Regions from separate parts of the Rattus norvegicus genome. Here region 1 is linked to region 2. The links are chromatin contacts, called in public Hi-C maps. All regions are on one chromosome and are shown on one strand. Each heading gives the region's core, a stretch centred on a gene start, on an enhancer-like site or on the middle of the called end of the contact. The rest is flanking DNA. Distances are from core to core; before and after follow the strand shown. Region 1 holds the start of Tgfb2 (transforming growth factor, beta 2). Region 2 holds the start of Lyplal1 (lysophospholipase-like 1).

Region 1 (6,586 bases), core at 840-3,339, 600 kb after region 2:
ATTAGAAGAGAAAAGCACCACCCTGCACTTCTAACTTCTGGGATAAAATTACTAACATGGCTGCATTATCTATTTAGGCAAGACACTGAGACTTCACAAAGGCAGCCAGCGCGGATATAGGGCATGGAAGGGGAGGAGAGATCAGATCAGCCAATGAGAAGTTTACGACAGGGACTTGGAACGCAGGGATGCTGAAGTTTTTTTTTTTCTTTTAGTGTTTCTTCCTGGTGTTTAACCCTCTCAGGTAGCAATGCTGTTGCTGCTGCAAAATCAGTCTCTCTCTCTCTCTCTCTCTCTCTCTCTCTCTCTCTCTCTCTCTCTCTCTCTCTCTCCCTCCCTCCCTCCCTCCCTCCCTCCCTCCCTTCCCCCCCAAAGAACTCGGAAACAAATCTGTACTTCTTCCCTTCCCCCCAAAATGTTCCACAATAAACCACAGCTACTGTATGCCAGCTGTTTTCGAAGCTATTACTCTCATCAAAACAGGGGGAAATATTTTTTTTAAGTAGTTGTCTTTCCTATCCTCGATTTTAGAATGCACAGAAGACCCTGCTGCTTGTGAAAGCTCTGGAGTATGGAGTTCAAGGTTGAAAGGGATCACGAAGAATCCCCCTAAGAAAAACGACCTGCTCCCAGCCTAGTGAGGGCTACCTAGAAAAATCGAACGGGAAGTGAAACCTAATTGAGCCCAGTTAGAACAGTATTTATCCTTTCTAACTGTCCGAGTGAGGTCAAAAGGGGACTTGGCAACGCGGTTTTGCAAGAGGACTGGGTGTAAAAACACCTAGAGAGAGCAATAAATGACCCGGGAGGATTTAAGGAGTTTTGAGTGACCCCCACCCCCACCCCGCGCGCCTGCAATCCAGTTCGGTATTGGTGATGGTGACATTCTTAGAGGAGTGAGAGACAATAGCAAAGGCTTGGGGAGTCCCCAGATAGGTCAGCGGGGAAGGGGGGCACCTTTGGGAAGGCTAGTTTGGAAGCACTATTTTTAACTCTTTGTGTACCAGTTGGGGGACACCCCCACCCCCACTGCAGGCCAACCGGGCAAAGAAAACAAAGTCCACCGTGGTCTCCTAGCCTAAAGTCATCCCGGGAAGCGCTTTCCTTTTGACAGAAGGGAGCTGATTCGCTAGTTGGTAGACCAGGGAAGAGGAGAAATCCAAACGTCTTATAAAAGGTCTGGGGCGTTTTGTGGGAAGGGAGTCATGGAGAAATAAATAAAATATCAGTTGGAAGTTTGCGAGCTTGTGGATATCCATCCCACGACTGGAAAGGCAGTGGAAGGGACGAAGGACAGAACGGAAACGAAGCGATCGGGACCTGGGGACTTGGAGAGGAAAGGGCGAACGCCTAAAGGCTGCTGTGGATCTGAGGAACTCCGGGCCAACCTTAGACTCGGGTACGGAAAAGGCGAAAACCACGGAAACTGTACTTACTTTCGGAGGGGAAGTGGGACGGCATGTCGATTTTATAAACCTCCTTGGCGTAGTACTCCTCGTCGCTTCGCTCGCGCTCGCAGGCGGCTGCCCTCCGGCTTGCCTTCTCCTGCAGTAAGTCCCTGGTACTGTTGTAGATGGAAATCACCTCCGGGGGGACCTCATCCGGCTCCGGATAGTCTTCCGGGGGGCTGGTGAGCTTCAGCTTGCTCAGGATCTGCCCGCGGATGGCCTCGATCCTCTTGCGCATAAACTGGTCCATGTCGAGGGTGCTGCAGGTAGACAGACTGAGCGCCACCGGGACCAGATGCAGGAGCAAAAAGGTTCTCAGCACACAGTAGTGCATGTTTTTAAAAGGAGGAAACGTTGTTGTTGTTGTTTAAAGTAAGAAAAAAATATAAAAAGAAACTAGTAATTCTCAGAGCGGGTCAGGTAGAGTTGTTTTTAATACGAAACTTTTGCAAAGCAGTTGAAAGTCAATGCCCAATAGAAAAACGTCCCTGGCTAGGATTCCTTTAAAAAAGAAAATGCAACGCGTTCCCAACGTGGAGATATTAATATGCGATGCTAGGGAGGCAGGAGGGGGATCTCTCACTTTAAGGAGTAAGAAAGGTTTGTTTTTTCTCCTGGAAGGGAGAGGGTGAGTGGCTCTGAAGTAGAAATAAACTTAAGAGGAAGAAATGGAGTTCAGTGTGTCAGGCTCGGGTGCGGAGTGGCTGATCTGAACTCCGATCCTCCGGCCAAAAGGGAAGAGACGAGAAGGTCCGGGGGCTGGCAGGAGGCACGCAGGGCCGCGGGGAGCGCTGAGCGGCGGCCGGGACTGCGCCGGGCTCTAACTGAGATGTTCAAAGACCGAGCGGCTGGGCCCTGCCTTCCACACGTGTGTGGATGAGTGTGCGTGTGGATGTGTGCGCGTGTGCGCGCGTGCGTGTGCGCGCGCCGAGGGCGAGCCTGGCGAGCCGCGGGGAGGCAGATGCGCCCCGGAGCGGCTCACTCTCGGAGACTCGGTGGGGCACTGTCCGCCCGGGAGATCCGCCAAGGCCTGAGCAGGCAGCCACGACCCCCGCTCCTGCGGGCCGTGCTGTGGCCTACACCCGGCTGGGTCGCTCCACGTTGCAGCCGCCGCTGCCGCCTGCAAAGAGGGCCAGCCTCCAGCTCGGTCCAGCAGATCCTCCTTTTCTTGCTTCAGGCAGCCAAGGGCGACAGAGATCAGCCACCTCCTTAACCCCCAGTGGAACAACACCGCCTCCTGGGCGCGTTAGCTGCAAGCAGTCCCCGGACTCACACCCTTCTCTAGCTTTTCCTCCAAGCTTGCACTTTCTCGCTTAGGGTAAGTAGGTACTTGCGACCCTAAAATACACCTCTGCTGATACCTTCTCTCTGCAGCTGGGCTGCACCAGAACGTCTCCTTAAACCCTAATACTTCTCTCCATCCCTGGCGCCTGCCCTGGAGCTCAGCTCTCTGAGGCTTTTCTCTCTTCCTCTCCCACTTGCTCTCCCGCCCGCTGCTTCAGCAGCTCCGCTCCAAGCAAACCTTTGGCTGCCAGCAGATAACATCACGGTCCTGCCCAGAGCAGAGATTTATAAGTGCTCCCCAAACCACGTGTTTGCCTTCAACAAAGTGACGCGCTAGGGTTACAGTCAGAAGTTCTCCGTTACTAAGACCACGAGCTCTCGACAATTGAGGGGGTGTGGAAAAGGGATGGCCCGAAGGGGAGGGCTACTGGCATGAGGAATTTGCAGTAGTCGCTGTGATCACCAAGGGACTGTCTGTGGAGGGGCAAGCAGCTAAAAGCATCCCATTTCTACACAGTGGGGATCATTCATTCGCAGCTTCCCAGACTGAGTCCCTCCTGTATTGAGCACGTGCGCACGCATGTGCAGTCTCTCTGTGTCTCTGTCTCTGTCTGTGTGTCTGTCTCTGCCTCCCCCCCCCTCAACCCCAGAACACTCAAGGCCATTCCAGCCTAGCCATAAAGACATGCCTTTCCAATCTGAGATTCCTGACCTAAATTTTGAGTTCTCAGGGATTCCACAACAGGTTGTTTTTTATTAGTCTGTTTACAATCCAGCCCTCTGTTTAGCTGTGAACTAGCAGATAACAAGGAGTCACCCCTTTCACCCAAAGCATGTTCTGAATAAAAGAGCTGTTGCCTTCTTTATGTGAGCCCTGTTTATGTGGCTTTCTCCTCAGCCTTCCTGGCCAGGGATGATCCACCATCTTCCACCTGTCACAGCTACATCTAAGACACCTGGGTTTTAAGTGTTTGCTGTCTCCTGTCACAAAATATTCACGGCTTGACATTTTCTACACCAACCTGCCCAAACTGGATGGATACTGGAATCGTTCTTGCAACTGGTCTTTTTCCCTTTCACGTTTAGTTAGTCAAAGTCAACAATTCACTCTTAGTGATGGCTCTGTGGCCAGCCACACGCTGACTAGACAGGTAATTAAAGCTGGAAACTGTTGAGTATCCCTCTCCTGCCTCCCAAGGTCAAGATCTCTGTATCATTTCCTAGTTCAAAAGGGTCAAACCTTCAGGGGTTCATACCGTACATGTAGAGGGGCTATATTATTAATAGAAGGAGCTGTAATGATATCGCTGGCAAGCGTCATACACAGCAGTGAACATTGTCATTTGTATTTTACAGACAAGGAGACAGGCTGTAGGAAGGGAGGTCTGTTATTGTAAAAAACAGGAAGTGGTGGGCCTGGATTTTGCAGAGAAGGCCTACCTCCTGGGTTCTCTCCCACCATACACTTCTAAGAAGTATATGAGGCTCAGAACATCTGACAAACAGGATCTGAGGTTCAGTTAAGTGTTGGAGATGCAGAATAGCCTACTGCCCTCTTACAGAGTTTTATGTTCTATGTTCTAAGAATCCTGCAGAAGACTCTCTCTTTAATCACCTCCCCACCCACCTTGAGCACAAAATCCCTCTTCTCCACTGACCCTGTAAAACCCTGGAATTAATGAATTGTTCTAACGTGCAACTAAATGATTCTGAAAAGCATATAAAAACCTCCCTTACTAGCAGACTTCTTCCTTCCTTCAAGGTCAGCTCCAGATGGAAACAGGTCTCTGGGTTAGACCACCGCCTAGGATTCTGTAATCTGAAACAGAACTGATCGAGAGCTACTGTGCGGCTGATGGTCCCATCAGCTGGAGTCGTCCTGTGAGTCCCATTTTGATCCAGCTGTACAGAGAGGACACAGAGTGGGAGCCAGGAGCTAGAGCTGCGGAGGACCAATGTCACATTGGAATACAGTGGTTTGTGGGGATGCTGTCAGGAAAATCTGTTGTGCACATAGGTAGGGTGTCCTCTGCAGCCAGTGAGCTTTTCAATGGGGCCAAGCCTAGTCTGGGGAGCAGCCATAGGTACATCTTTGGATGAGCTGATTCGGTTGAGGACATGGGTGGGCAGAGCAGCAGCAAGCCCCTTGAACTTCATCTGGGAGAACATGTACTCCATCCATGCAGCCAAGTACCCCTCAGGATCAGTACCCCACTCCTCTGTGTGACAGTGGCTGAGCAGACAGTGGCTGAGCACTTTTAGCTCTCTACCCTTTGGACCTGAGGCCAGACCTCTTCCTAAAAGGCTCCTTTAGTCTCCCCAAATCCCAGGAGGTGAGAGACACATCTTTTCTGTCGCCAAGCACAGCGACTGAATTCAGCAGGAGAGGAGCCTCCTCTCATCTCATAGGAGAGCAGTGCAGCAATCCTAAGGCCTTTGCATCCCCATATTCAGGAGACAAAAGCACCACATTTAAGGACCATGTGCTCAGAGATCCACCAGCAATAAGGTGAGAAAGCACATTACACACACCATCCTGACTACCCCAGTGGTCAGGGGGACCACTCTGTGAGTTCAAAGTCCTGCATTGTGGCTTTATAAACCTAAGGAAGTTCATGTCATCACCTGTGAGAACGGGGACATATGCGGAGGACTATAGGGAGGGGTCTTCATACAAGGCACAGAAAGTGTTTATAACAAAGTCAGAGCCTGGCGTCTGCTCCTTAACTATTAGCTGCCCTCCCCTAGCCTCTCTCCATTGCAGTCAGGGGCCATTGCTAAGCATGCCTATGTCTGTTCTCCATTCCTCATCCAGGAAGTACACAGGGAAGACGTCATCTGCATCTGCCCCTCCGTAACTGTACAATAAATAATTAAGAAATGGGCTGGAGAGATGGCTCAGTGGTTAAGAGCACTGACTGCTCTTCCAGAGGTCCTGAGCTCAAATCCCAGCAACCACATGGTGGCTCACAACCATCTATATGGGATCTGATGCCCTCTTCTGGTGTGTCTGAAGACAGCAACACTGTACTTATAAATGAATAAACAAATAAATAAATCTTTAGAAAAAATAGCTAAGAAACACACTTTTGATGAAAGACAATACAAAGTCCTGCTATCAAAGTTCGGTTAAGCATTAAACATTAAGGCCTCTAAGCACCTTAAAGTGAACCGTTTGCTTTCTAGGCCAGAGAGGCTGAGGCTGAAGAAGCAGCTGTTTTGACCAGCAACTCTGACTACTCATTAACGGGTCTGTTATTCACTTCAGCGTGGGGAGCGCCCACAAAACAAGGCTGTTCACTGCTCACCTGGAGTTTATCCTTGTGTCACGGTAATGGTCTGGCCTGGGATCTCCTTCCTCTCGCCAAAGAATAACTTATCTGTGACAATCTGGAAAGCTTTCTCAGTGCTTTCTAGCATTAAAAACAAAACAAAAAACAGGAAGTGGGGGGTGGATACGGAGCCGCAAATTTTTTCAATCCTTGGGGCTGAGTGCAAAGATAATTCTTTCCCACTCCTCCTGGTAACTTATGTCTGTACAGTTGTTATTTATGTGAGCACGCGTGCCGAGGCACACCTGCGGAGGTCAAAGGACAACACTCCTTCTACCATATGGCTCCTGGGACTGGAACTAAGGTCACCGTGCCTTTACCCTCAAAGCCACTCTACCGTTCTGGCTCTGTGATTTCATCTTTGAGTCCATAATCGAAAACAACTCCGGGTCCACATCAGTTCTCTTTTTTCCTAATGACCTGTGTGTATTTCAAAAAACAACTTTAACCATGGACTAACGAGTTCTCAGTAGAATAATACAATAGTAAAAAGAACCACAGACAAGGCTCCGTCAGTAAAGT
Region 2 (6,854 bases), core at 1,845-4,344:
GCCATGTTTATCAGTTAGAAGGCGCTCCTCATGCTGAGTTTCATTTCTCCTTGTTGACAGTAGACATAATAACTTCTTAGAGAGCGGAATTGCTTTGAGCTGTTGTTTGACACTCTTTGTTTCTCATCTTACCCTTAAAAAAGAATCCCAATGTGACTTACACCGCTGTAGCCGGCATGATCTACAATTTTCCCGGTGAAAACAAGTCTTCAAGGGGGTGGGTAAGGCATTCACTGTACTTCAAATTTAAATGTGAAGGAATCGGATTTTTAACTGTGCAAGACATACTTACATAACCTAATATCACGAGTCTATATTACTCAAGGCCGGAAAGGAAATACTGTAAGAATTAATGTATGCTTATCTGCATGAAGACAGGGAAAGAATCTAAGTGAGCCTTATGTATCACTCAGGAGAATGGGTGAAGGGAGGTGGAGAAGGTAGTGGTTACTGGATGAGGCTTCCACTTCCTGGGGTTTAAGTTCAGCAAGATCTGACTGAGCCCTCTCATAAACACAATATAAGGAGAGAAAGTGACCAAGACACACACAGAACGACCTTTATCAGCCTTAAGGATCAGTGTGGGGCGCAGACATCCATTTAGGAAATCACAAGTATGAAGGAAATAATGGAGCTAAGGGACGCATGTGGGAGGCTGAAGCCAGCAAAGGGACGACCATCCACATCCGTCACCATAAAAGGCACCGTCCCCCCCACCCCCCCAGTTTGGAAGTAGAAAAAGGTTCAAGTACACGTGGTGCAAAACAACATTCATCTGTCCACTCACAAAGTTCTCTTTCTTAAAAACTCGTACGCATTCTACAAGTAGGAAATTCTCAAGAAAAAAATTAAAATGACAAAAAAAAAAAGTTTGTAACCTTATTCCAAAACCGTGGTAAAACTGTGTAATTAGTTTGTTTATATTTGGATTACCTAGAAGCCAAATACTTCCTATTCCTGTAACCCGGACACAGGCTCAAGGCCACTGTAAAATTGTTACCCCCTAATCTAGAGGGCCAAGGCCTTATTCCAGCGAGGTCTCTGATGCTGTAATGAAGCACAGAACCGAACCAACTTGAGAGAAAAGGGGTTAAGTTACTCTCCTAGGTAAGAGTCCAGGACCGAGGGAGGCCGGAAGTTAAGTAGGAGCAGAGGCAGCAAGCACAGAGCACAGCTGACACTGGCTTGTCCCTGTGGCTCATGCTCAATCAGTTTTATACAACCCAGAACCATACGCCTAGGGGAGGCAATGGTGGAGCCTCCTAGTCAGTCAAGACCATTCACCACAGACATAGCCACAGGCCAATCTGAACTGGGCAACTTCTCAACTGAGACTCTCTTTTCTCAGGTGACTCCTGATTCCAGGTGACAATAAAAATTAACAGAACAGGTCAACTCCTAAAAATCCTTTTTTATACATCAGCGGAGATGCAGTTATATAAGAGTGATATACCTGAACATCTGGAAGAATTATTTAGATGAATTTTCTTCCTAATGTACAAAAGCAAGTTTTATAGACACACACACACACACACACACACACACAAAGTATAAAATTCAGAATGGATGACTTTGATTTCAGACATGCATTATAGGTTATAAAAATGTCAGGAAGCAGTAAGTAAAGTGGTCCTGAGGGGGAAAAAGAACAAATTCTAGTTCTTTCTAAAGACACCAAATTAATTACGGGAAGGAATTACAATGTGGGACTTTTGGATGCTCATCACTGAACGCTCTCGGGTCCTGAATCAGTAGCCAGCTAGCTATAAAGGTGTAAGTCACCAGCCAAGTCTTCCCCGCTACACAACTTTTATTACTCTATTTCTAAAATGATACATCCTAGTTGAGGGTTTCCCTCCCCCTCCCACCCAGAATATTAATTCCGAGTCAGACATTTGGGTTTAAATCCAGGCACACAACCAAACAGCAAGTAAACATTTCTAGTCACGTTCTTTCAAAATGAAGAGAACGTCTCACAGTGTCGCTGGGAAGACTCCCCCATCCCCTCGTGTTCTAGTCTGCCATTCCCTTTAAGCCTACACGCGCCTCAGTTCAAATACGGTGTTCCTGAAAAGCTCTGACAGGCCCTTCATTCGCAAACACCTTACTAATATCCAAGTCCATCTTTTCCTTTCCTTACTATTCACTTGGCAGTAGCTCCTGCATCATCTTGTGATTTCCTATCCACTGCTGACTCAAACTAATTGAATTGTTTTTGTTTTTAAATTTAGGTAGGCCCCTTGAGGACACCGGCTGGATCTCATTTCTTTAAAAACAAGTTTTTCCCCCTTTCCTGGGAACTTACCCTGGCCAAGGAGCACTGTGAATGCAAGGATTAGGACAGGAATTCTTGTTTTTTTTTTTTCTCTAAGGGTGCTCCCTAAATGAAGCCGACTTTATACTTACCTCAGAGATTTCATGAGAGGGCAAAAGGGGAAACCAGGGAGGAGGACCATCAAGGATAGGTGGGAGGCGTATGGAAAACCCCGCTGGTGGTGCCAAGCATAAAGGACACAGTGTAAATATGATCCAAGTTCACCGTGAGAGTCAACCTTTTCTATGACACAGGGAAGGCAGACAACAGCTTATGACTCTGTGTGTGTGTTGGGGTGTGTATGTCAGATCACTGGTGGTCCACCCTGAAAACAGTGGTTAATCCATGTATCCATGTGCCTAGAGAAGGTGGTGTGCCTGAACCTGAACCTGGGGGTGGGGTAAGGACAGCCGGGAAGGCTATGCTGTGGGTGGAGAGGTCAAGGACACCAAGGAAAGTGAACACCCTCGGGGAGGTGGCACAGGGAAAGAGAACACCCGCGCGCAGGTAGCACATGGAAAGAGGACTCCCTCTGAGAAGTGGCAGCCTCCTCCCGACCCCGGGCGCTGGCACTAGGGACCTAGGGGACCGAGAAGAGGGTGCTTCCCCAGCTGTAGCGAACGGGGCGGAGACCACGAGACTGTAATGCACCTGAGCCATGCAGGAAGATCAGCGAAGCACTGTGTCTCCCGGCTGGGGACACCACACAACGCCGAAGGTGCACAGCGCTGGGTAATGCAGCCATGGCGGAAGAGCGAGAGCAAGGCGCCCGGCCACGCCCCTAGCGTCACGGGGCCGCGCACGCAGGCGAGCTGCGCCGGCATGGGTGTGCGCATGCGCTTCGGAAGGCGTTCTGCCCCTTTATCAGGCCAGGAGTGAGCTGCCCTGTGTTCTGCTGTGAGATGCATTCCATAGGTCAGGTTCCTCCATTGTAATAACTGAGAATAAACTTCTGCCCCGAGAATTCGCAGCAGGTTTTAAACTGCAGTTCTAAAGCTCAGGATCACCCCGTTTGGGGAATATTACTGCCTTTAAATTTTTACAGATATAACCATATTTTATATAACCATCCACTTTGGGGCTTGCACCAGATGTTCGTAACTTTTTGCACACAGGGTGAGCCAGCCATATAATAATTTTTTTGTGCGTGTGTCTTTATTTTTCTTTTTTCTTTTTTCCTAATAGTTAACAGACAGATCTAATTGAATGAGCTAGAACTTCACATTCCTTGGCATGGCTGTTAGCAATAATGTGGGTAATGACTGGTGGGAATGAGTACAAGCTGGAGATGGTTGTGCGTGGCTGATGGGAGCAGGAAGTAACGTGAAAATAAGTATGGGATCAAATGACCCACAACTTCAATTTCTGGATGATCCCCTCCCTAAAGAGATCAAATCAGGCACCTAGAGAGAGGCTCCTACATCACTGTCCGCCCTGGTATTCACAGTCCGCAAAGGATAAAGTAACCTCCGTGCCCATCTACATAAGGGTGGACAGGATACATGGTATGTGTACCAGTAAGTACTGGTTGGCCACTGCTAAAAAGGACAGAATTCCAATTTGTGTACAAAATAGTCTGGCTTTGAAAATACTGTTGGTTAAAGGAGCTAGATAGAAAAGGAGAAATTAACTGACTCTGTCCATTTGTCTTATTAGAGTGGGCAAATTTATGAAAGACAGGCAGTAAATGAAGGCTTTCCTTGCCCGGGTTGACCACAGTGGCGTGGGGGGTGGAGGGGTTTGCAAAGCTTCTGTTTAAGGTATTGACATCTTTCAGGAAATGGACAGTGGTGATAGTTACCTGAATTGTTGAGTTATTTAATGCCACAAAACTTTACCTTTAAAAATGGCTACGACCAAGTGTTACAGCTCTTTTAGAATTTGTCTAGCAGGTTTTCTGACTTTGGTCGGAAACCCCCCCCACCCCCAAAATGGCTATGACCGTCAATTTTATTGTAACTTTTCACTAAAAGTCTAATTATAGGCAAAAGAATGAAATTATCTCTTGCATAAACATTAAAAACAAAATTTAATAATAGGACTGCAGCCCCAGCGAGTAGTTCTCTTTTTTTTTCCATGCAAAATTGGACAAAGCAACCCCGGAGAGAGTTTATCGGACTAAACTACATAGTACTATCTAGCATCTTTAAGCAATTATAAATTACATCTTACTTTTTAAGGTATTTGCCTGCTCCTGAGTAACGAGCCTGCTTACTAGCAATCCCCAGTTGCTAGGATACACTTGATGCTCTCACGATTCTGTACTGTACCCCACCAGTGCTGTTGTGGGGATGCCCTATATGCCATTATTGCTATTAATCAGCTAATTAGAAAGAACCTGAGTCGGTTCTCTTTATACCACAGATCTGCTACTGGGAGTAAGAGAGTGAAGTCTTTTGAGTTCAGAACAGGGCCAGCTCTGCTCTGAGAGCTGGGTGGAAGAGAACTGCTGTCTCTAGGCCTGCACTCCTTTCAACAGTTCCAGAGAGCACTCAGCAGGCAGGCAAGAAGAGCAGTCTGGTACACCTCACACTCCATTCACTCCTGCAGAGCCTTTCTGTGACCTACCTTGTAACAGACAAATAGTCAACTAAGAACAGAACAGTTTGGTAGCCGCCATCATCGTCGTCGTCTTCTTCTTCTTCTTCTTCTTCTTCTTCTTCTTCTTCTTCTTCTTCTTCTTCTTCTTCTTCTTCTTCTTCTTCTTCTTCTTCTTCTTCTCCTCCTCCTCCTCCTCCTCCTCCTCCTCCTCCTCCTCCTCCTCCTTCTTCCTGTTACTAAGTAGGCCTGTGTACCTAGTCCTTACGAGGTGCTGAACCATGACATAGGTAAATTCCCACAACTGAACTGTGGCTACTGACGCATGACAACGTAGCTCACTGGATAAGGAACTTGTCCCAAGATAATCCAGAGTCGTTGTTAGACCCTGGGCTAACATGTGTGCTCCACCAGGACCCTGGTTCTTAATCCTTACCCACACTCTCCCACTGGCCCACAGAAGTAAGCCAAAAAATACCCTAATTGTCTTCCTTAGTTTTAATGGTCAATTTGAAACAATGTAGTGAGTCACCTGGAAAGAAGGAAACTCAATTGAGGAATTGCTTAAATATCTTTGGCCTGTCAGCATGCCGGTGGGAGATTTTCTTCATTGCTAATTGACATCAGAGGACCCAGGACACTGTGTGCCACTGTTTCCTGGGAAGGTGATGCTGGGCTATGTAAGGAAGTTGGCCACACATGATCCCAGAAGCCAACCAGGACACAGCATACCCTCCTGGTTTCTGCTTCCATTCCAGCTTGCATCCCTGCCCCTGGCTTCCTTGAGGATGAACTATGACCTTGAAGTGAAGTCCTTGCTTCAGACTTGCTTTTGGTCAGAGTGCGTCCTCACAGCCACAGGGAGCAAAGGAGAACACAAGCCATCATTATTTTTTTTTAAGCATTTCTTTAGTTCTCCTCGGATGTCTTGGTGCTAGTTGCTGCTCTTTCTCCAAGTGAATGACTATCAGTCACAACAGGTAGGTAATAGGGACTGGATTCCTACCTGCAGGCTAAGGGTTGGCTCCTTGCCTGCAACTTGACCCTTCCTGGAGTCCCAGTCACTGTTAGACGGAGCCAGATTCTTCTGAACCTAATCACTGCTCTCTTTCGTCTTTCCTCGATTTGAATGGCGAGCTATGGTTGCTGTCCCTTTCATCTATAGCTACAGAACAAACAGAAGGGTTTCTATTCCTGTATTTAGAGATGCCATCTGGTAGGCACACTGTTGGGGCTGTGTATCTTTCAGGTCCTGTCAGACTTTGAGACGTAATTAGGTTTCAGGCTGTCTGACTGCTTCTTTCACCACAGATCTTTTGCTCTGTTGCATTGGTGATGGGAAAATCTCTGGAGGGTTTTCGCTGCTACATTCTTTCCCTCTTCCCACATCTTCTTGTCTCTTTGTTGCTGCTGATACACTTTTAGCCAATCTGTTCATACCCCGTATGATAACAGCAGCAAGACCCAAACAGCCAGCATAGAGCACACAACTAAAGCAAAGAAAAGGAGCTGGGCATTGTGGCACTCACCTTAGTCCCCCCACTGGGGAGACACAGCAGGCAGATCTCTGAGATCCAGGAGCAACCCCCTGGTGGTGGTGGGAGACACAAGGTCAGGGTTTAATTTCCTATGCTGTGTTTAGGAATTCTTTAAGGTGAACATGTTATCTTTACAGAGCATGGGAAGGTCCGGCCCTTGGAGTGCAGCATCTGATGTTTTAGATGGTGGCAGTTACATGAAATTCAGTCAATCACACCTTTACTCATTTATGAGCCTGACTTTGTCTTTTCTGTGGGTTGGGGTTTTTAATTAATTAGTCATTAATTTTACTTGTTATCACTGAGCGCATTATGTGAATAACATTGTTGGTGTGTACACATGTGGAGGTCAGAGGACAACTTTGTGGAGTCACCAGGCATGCATAGTACGTGCCTTAACCAGCTCAGCCCCCTTGCTAACTTGGTTGTTATTTATCTACTGCTGCATTTTGCAAAAACACAAA

The links. Hi-C and Micro-C count contacts between places; a contact is called where the count stands out from the background.
Region 1: a contact with region 2 is called in a Hi-C map of the A7r5 cell line, with 4 times the contacts expected there. The contact joins the promoter of Tgfb2 here to the promoter of Lyplal1 in region 2. A contact is called at or near these places in 2 of 12 Hi-C or Micro-C datasets (the A7r5 cell line and mammary epithelial cells) and 1 of 1 datasets of contacts at active chromatin or transcription factors (oligodendrocytes).

The regions. Positions count from the first base shown.
Region 1 is chr13:100,790,596-100,797,181 of GRCr8, forward strand. It overlaps Tgfb2 (transforming growth factor, beta 2), which reads right to left and starts at 2,090. Exons shown (of 8, transcript NM_031131.2): 1 at 1,437-2,090. The coding sequence starts at 1,782.
Region 2 is chr13:100,186,240-100,193,093 of GRCr8, forward strand. Lyplal1 (lysophospholipase-like 1) reads right to left here and starts at 3,095. Exons shown (of 5, transcript NM_001105986.3): 1 at 2,966-3,095. The coding sequence starts at 3,059. LOC120096370 (U7 small nuclear RNA) reads left to right here and starts at 4,173; the gene lies at 4,173-4,234.